Regions from separate parts of the Phocoena phocoena genome. Here region 2 is linked to region 1. The links are chromatin contacts, called in public Hi-C maps. All regions are on one chromosome and are shown on one strand. Each heading gives the region's core, a stretch centred on a gene start, on an enhancer-like site or on the middle of the called end of the contact. The rest is flanking DNA. Distances are from core to core; before and after follow the strand shown. Region 1 holds the start of TMED7 (transmembrane p24 trafficking protein 7). Region 2 holds the start of AP3S1 (adaptor related protein complex 3 subunit sigma 1).

Region 1 (2,700 bases), core at 174-2,673:
CTTTTTCTGGCCTAGCGTTACCAAAAGTGGGTTCAGCTGCTTGCTGCTCCAAAGCCAATAATCGAGAGGCAAGATTGGTTGGAAAGGAAAGCCTGCTTTATTTCAGAGGCCGGCAACCGCCGAAGGTCAACTCTCCACTGACAATCAATCAGTGGGCAAGACCTTTTAAAGGGGAGTTTCAGGTGTGTATAGGTGGAGGGAGGGGGCTACAAGCAGAAACAGCACAGTCACCTCTGACAGTTGTCCTGCAATTGGTCATGCAGTGGTCTGACCAGTGTCACCTCGATTGTTTTAAGTACAGTTAGTCTTCAGTTCCAGGGTCAGTTTGTTCCCAGTTCTTTGAGGCCAGTTCTCGGAATTGTGGTAGCTTATGTCATGGCTACAGTCTGGTCATCGTGTAGTTAATTCCTTCCACCTGGTGGGGATTTCATTATCTACAAGACAGCTGCTCAAAGGATATGGCTCAGAATATTATCTATAGCCCTTGAGAAGGAACTAAATGTCCTTGACATTGTTTAATGACTATTGCTGTTTTGTCTTGTTTGACGGTTTTCTTTTGCTTCTGCAGTTTTTCACTTCTTGATTAAATTTATTCTTTGACTAAAGTTTTTCTACATACAAAAGGCAGGCTGAGGACATGGCACTGTTGGGGCGGCTAGGGCATGGGGTTTTCTGTCCTGGGAAGGCCCCATAGGGTCCTGCTCTGTTTCACTTGGTCTCAGGAAGGTGCAATCTCCCCCAAATCTCATCTCCTGGGGGCTCCTTTCCCCCTGCAGAGGCTTTGGGCACCTGAGGCCATTAAAGGTCCTTCATCACCCCCCTCATCAAACACCTCCACCTCCCCACCCGGCCTTCCCACCACCCTCTGACTTCCCTGCCTGGCTCCTACATACATGCTTACTGTATGATGCTTCCTGTATGACAACCACTCTTCTAGGGTTTTTTTCAAATAGTGAAGCCTTGTAGTAACCCTCTGGGTTAGGTACTATTACTTTTCTCATTTTTCAGATTCAAAGATGGAAGTAGAGAGGTTAAGTAGCTGGTCTAAAGTCACACAGCCAGTAACCAGCAGAGTAGGGATTAGAACAACTGCAGTCTGGTGGTCACAGAATTCGCGCTCCTAGCAAAGCTGCTTCCCCCCAAACTTATTATTTACAAGAAAATTCTCTGCAAATTGCAAAGCGCTCTACCACCGGTGAGTAGCCCTCTAGAGCAATATCGGCTCTTCATCACTCCCTCTGAGCCTCCCTAGCGTTTAGCTCTGGCAGAAACACTCACGGGCCGGCAGCTCCTACCACAGGCCACACCCCTTCTCCTCGCCCCGCCCCTCCACGTTCACCATGCTGGCCACGCCTCTCGGCCCAGGCGCTGTCGGAGGCCTAGCTGACGCCTTGCTAGCTTCCACGTACTCACTCCAACGTCTCTCCCCGCGGCCGGGGGAGAGCACATCCGGGTCGCTGGAGCAGGTGCCTCAGGCCCCGCCTCTTTCCCCAGTCTCTTGTCCCAGCTTCCGGCTATCTCAAGTCTTTTCCGCTTGTTTTCTGCTGTCTTTATTTGCGCTCCGCAGCTCGCTCTGGCGTCTAGGCCCTGGTCCCTCAGCACCCCTACCCTGTAACCAGCGACTCGCTGCGCATCTCGAATCTCTCGGGGCTCGGAGCAACTCTGCGGTGCGTCTTCGCGGTGCCGTTTGGGGTGAGGCCTGCCGCGCGCCGTGAGTCCGTGGAGACGTCAGCCCGCGTCTCCCCGCAGCTCGGTTGAGGCCGCCGCCGCCGCTGCTTCGGGATGCCCCGGCTGGGGTCCGCGCACCGCTGGGCTGCCGCCGCGGGCCATTGGGGCTGTAGGCTGCTCGCGCTGCTGCTGTTGCTGGTGCCGGGGCCCTGCGGCGCCTCTGAGATCACGTTCGAGCTGCCCGACAATGCCAAGCAGTGTTTCTACGAGGACATCACGCAGGGCACCAAGTGCACTCTCGAGTTCCAGGTACTACGAGCTCAGGCGGTCGCGGGCCCCAGCTCGCGGTTCCAGGGTCAAGGCTGTTTTCTCATTCTTTGGCTGATTCAGGAATCACATCTAGGTAGCTGATGCAGGCCATTTGGCTTTCCTCTCCGAAACCTTGCGCATTAGACATTTAAGACCAGATGTTAAGGTATATAAATTCCAGAAATGCTTCCTGTGGCTGTGATTTTTCCGTCTTTTCTCTAATGTCCGTCATTTTGAACTTTCTTCTTTAAGAGTTTCCTTTTAAAAGAAAAATGTATTCCTGTTCCATAGTGCCCAACGTCAGTCCGCCGCTGTCTAATCCGCACCTCCACTTTAATCAGATTTCAAGTGCTGCCGGTATCTAACTCAGTTGCTTTTCAGTTTTTCCATTGATATTAGGATTATTGGTTAATGTGGTTCCTGTCGTTGGAAGAGCTCTATTCCAGACCGCATGACCATCTGCCAAAGGATTTGTAGAAGGAATTGCTGTGATAAATGAGAAGCCCCTTTTCATTTGAGGGATTATATAAAAAGTGCCTGTTTAACAGAACGTAGTTTCTTAAATTGGTTAGAACAGTCTTTACTGTTTCTTTTTTTGTTGGTAGACTTAACGTGTTTGAACAGCTGTTGAGTACTAGGTGCTGGTGATAGAGAAGTGAACAAAATAGATAGGGTCGCTGCCATCATTCTTGATTCCCTACCCATCCTACGGTTCTTTTCTTA
Region 2 (2,700 bases), core at 2-2,501, 210 kb before region 1:
TCTTTACATTACATTAATCCCACCACTGAGAGCCTAATATTGTGTTCTACATAGTGGTGAATTTTGCCCTCAGATAAGCACATCTGTCTGTAACCCTCCCTCAAACACTGATAAATTACTTATCTTCACTACCTTAAAATCTTCTGCATTTTTCAACAATATTTACACTTCTAAAAGAGTTTAACAGATATTACTATTCTTCGTAAGGAGAAAGAAAAACTATAAATTAGGACAAACTCCCTTACGTAGAAAAATGCCAAACCAGCCGCTGAAATGGTAACTTTCAGGTATAGCATCACAGTTCTAACTGGTCAAACTACAATCCTCGCCAGTTATTGCAGGAGTAGATAAATTGCAGCCACTGGGGGAAAAGCCACATAAAAACGTTAGGTCCTCACTTATCTTTTTCGTTAAAAAGGAGACACCTGAAAGTCACAGGGGCAGTAGATCCCGTAAGGCAACCTACTGGAGAGACTGTACTGAGCGTGCATGTCTCCAAACGCAGGAAACCAAAGTTCCTGCGTGACGACAGGATGGCAGCGAAAAACAGTAGCCCATCCGTCCACAGGAGAAGAGAAAGAAGTCCACCAGGAAAGGCTGGGAGTCACGGAGGTGGAGCTGCGAGACCTACCGGCTCCGCGCCGTCTCCCTCGGCTGCTAACAGAAGCCGCGGGCTGCAGATCGGCGAGAGCGCCGGGTGGGCTCGCGGGCGCAGGGGGGCTGCGGCTGACCGACTGGCTTCGGCCCCGCACAGGGAAGTCTCCAGGGCCTCGCCCGCGCAGCCGGGAAGCCACCCAGCTCACAGACAGGCGGAGGAGCCACCTGGGCAGAGCCACGTCGGAGGAAGGGAGCGCGGCGGGAGGTGGGCACCCGGCACACCCACCGGGAGTCTGACAGCCCGGAGCGCGAGACGGCCGGGGCGCGAGAAGGGCCGCGGCGCGCTTGAGGGGGTCGTCCTGAGGGCGCCGCCGGCCGCCAGCGACTCCCCCTAGCCCGAATCGGCTGCAGCGGGGTACTCACGTAGGGCTGGTAGAACTTGGAGAGCCGCGGCTTCCCGTGGTTGTTAAAGATGAGGATCGCCTTGATCATGGCTGAGCCGGGCCGACCGGGTGGGAGCTGGGGGCCAGGGCGGGGGCGGGCGCGCGAGCCTCGCCTCGGGATCTCGCTGGCGATCCTTCCCCACCCGCCCCCTCCCGCACACGCGCGCGCGCGCGCGCCCCGGAGCTGCGGGGCAGGGCTTGGATAGGGCGGGGCCTGGGCGGGGTCGGCGCGGAGGGAAGCGGAAACAGCTTCAGGCCGGAGCTCGAAGCATAGGGGCGCTTGCGCTCCCGGCGGCTCACGGGGACGTTGCCTACCGACCTTTTCCGGAAACTTGCTGTTGGGGGGGCGGGGAAACAGTAGTTGATCTATCAGCGGTCAGGGGACTGCAACAGGTTCGACGCAGAGGACCAACCTGCAATTCCGACTCTCAGTGGTGGTTTGGGTTCTCCCCGCCCCTACTCCGGCACCTCCCTAGCGCCGCTCTTCGGCGCAAAGCACGCCCACTGTATGCGCTGAGCCACCACTTCCGCCCTCACCTCCCTCCAAGCAAGATGGCTGAGGAACCGGAGTCTTCGCTGCAGCTTCCTCCCTCAATTGCTGCTGAAGGTGAAGGACCCACGGAGGTCTCCCCAGAAACAGCCACTCCGGAGCCCCCTTCTTCCGCTGCAGTCTCTCCGGGAACAGAAGAACCTGCCGGTGACACCAAGAAGAAAAGTAATTTTCAGAGCAGTTTCACTCTGGGCAGAGACGGGAGGTTGAGGTTGTCTTCGAATAGGGATGGCGGCTAATAAAGAAACAAAATTTAGAGGAGGGCCGGTTCCAGACGAGGTTTTTGACCAGTCAGGAGAGAGGAGAGAGGCTTTTAAGACGTTTGGGTTAAGTGCCTCGAAAGAAAGCTATCTCTGGACGCACCTTCGCGGTGTGGTACCCAGTTTTTGAATGTCACGGCATTTATTACGCTGTACTCTTATCTTCCTTTGAAATGACCAGACTGAGAGCTCTTTGAAGGTGGGAACTCTGTGGGATCTGGATAGTTCCAAGTACTTATAATGATTTTAGCTGATAAGGATGGTCTGTGGCAAATCTGAATTAGCATCCACACCTTCCGACTAGGTCGCTGTTTTTTATACCAAATGAGTGTGAATTCACACCTTGGACCAAAAAACTGGGGTTTTACCCAGTATGAAGACTGCTAAGGGAAAACTAAAGGCAGAGGCATCGCCTTTTTTAAAAAAAAAAACAAAAACACTGTTTTGGAATCTTTGTAAATGAATCATTTCGTTGCTTAAACTGGACCCTTTATTGCTTGAGAATTAGTCCTCAACCCTTTATTTCTTGAGAATTAATTCGCCATTGTAAAATACAGTAATTCCTAAGTGGAGCACTCTATGTAGAGTTGCCTATGAGAAAATCAGGAATTCGTTTTCTCATGTTGTGCTCAGTGATATCATGCCCTTTCATCCATCTTCACTTTCTGCTGCTGTGGAGGATAATGGTCTCTCCCAGCACTGTCCCCCTTTTAAGTCAGACTGCCTCTACATTTGGGGGAAATCTTTTCTGTCATTTCCACATTATTCACCAATAGATAAACAAAAAAACTATAATTATTTCTGTAGGTAACCACTAGACTCGTTCTTCAGATGAATCCCATGAGTTTGA

What was found. A called contact is a pair of places that touch in the nucleus more often than the background predicts.
Region 2: a contact with region 1 is called in a Hi-C map of lung, with 12 times the contacts expected there. The contact joins the promoter of AP3S1 here to the promoter of TMED7 in region 1. A contact is called at or near these places in 2 of 2 Hi-C or Micro-C datasets (kidney and lung).

The regions. Positions count from the first base shown.
Region 1 is chr3:95,374,300-95,376,999 of mPhoPho1.1, reverse strand. It overlaps TMED7 (transmembrane p24 trafficking protein 7), which reads left to right and starts at 1,423. Exons shown (of 3, transcript XM_065873544.1): 1 at 1,423-1,977. The coding sequence starts at 1,783.
Region 2 is chr3:95,585,966-95,588,665 of mPhoPho1.1, reverse strand. AP3S1 (adaptor related protein complex 3 subunit sigma 1) reads right to left here and starts at 1,251. Exons shown (of 6, transcript XM_065873129.1): 1 at 1,021-1,251. The coding sequence starts at 1,089. It overlaps ATG12 (autophagy related 12), which reads left to right and starts at 1,408. Exons shown (of 4, transcript XM_065873136.1): 1 at 1,408-1,755. The coding sequence starts at 1,593.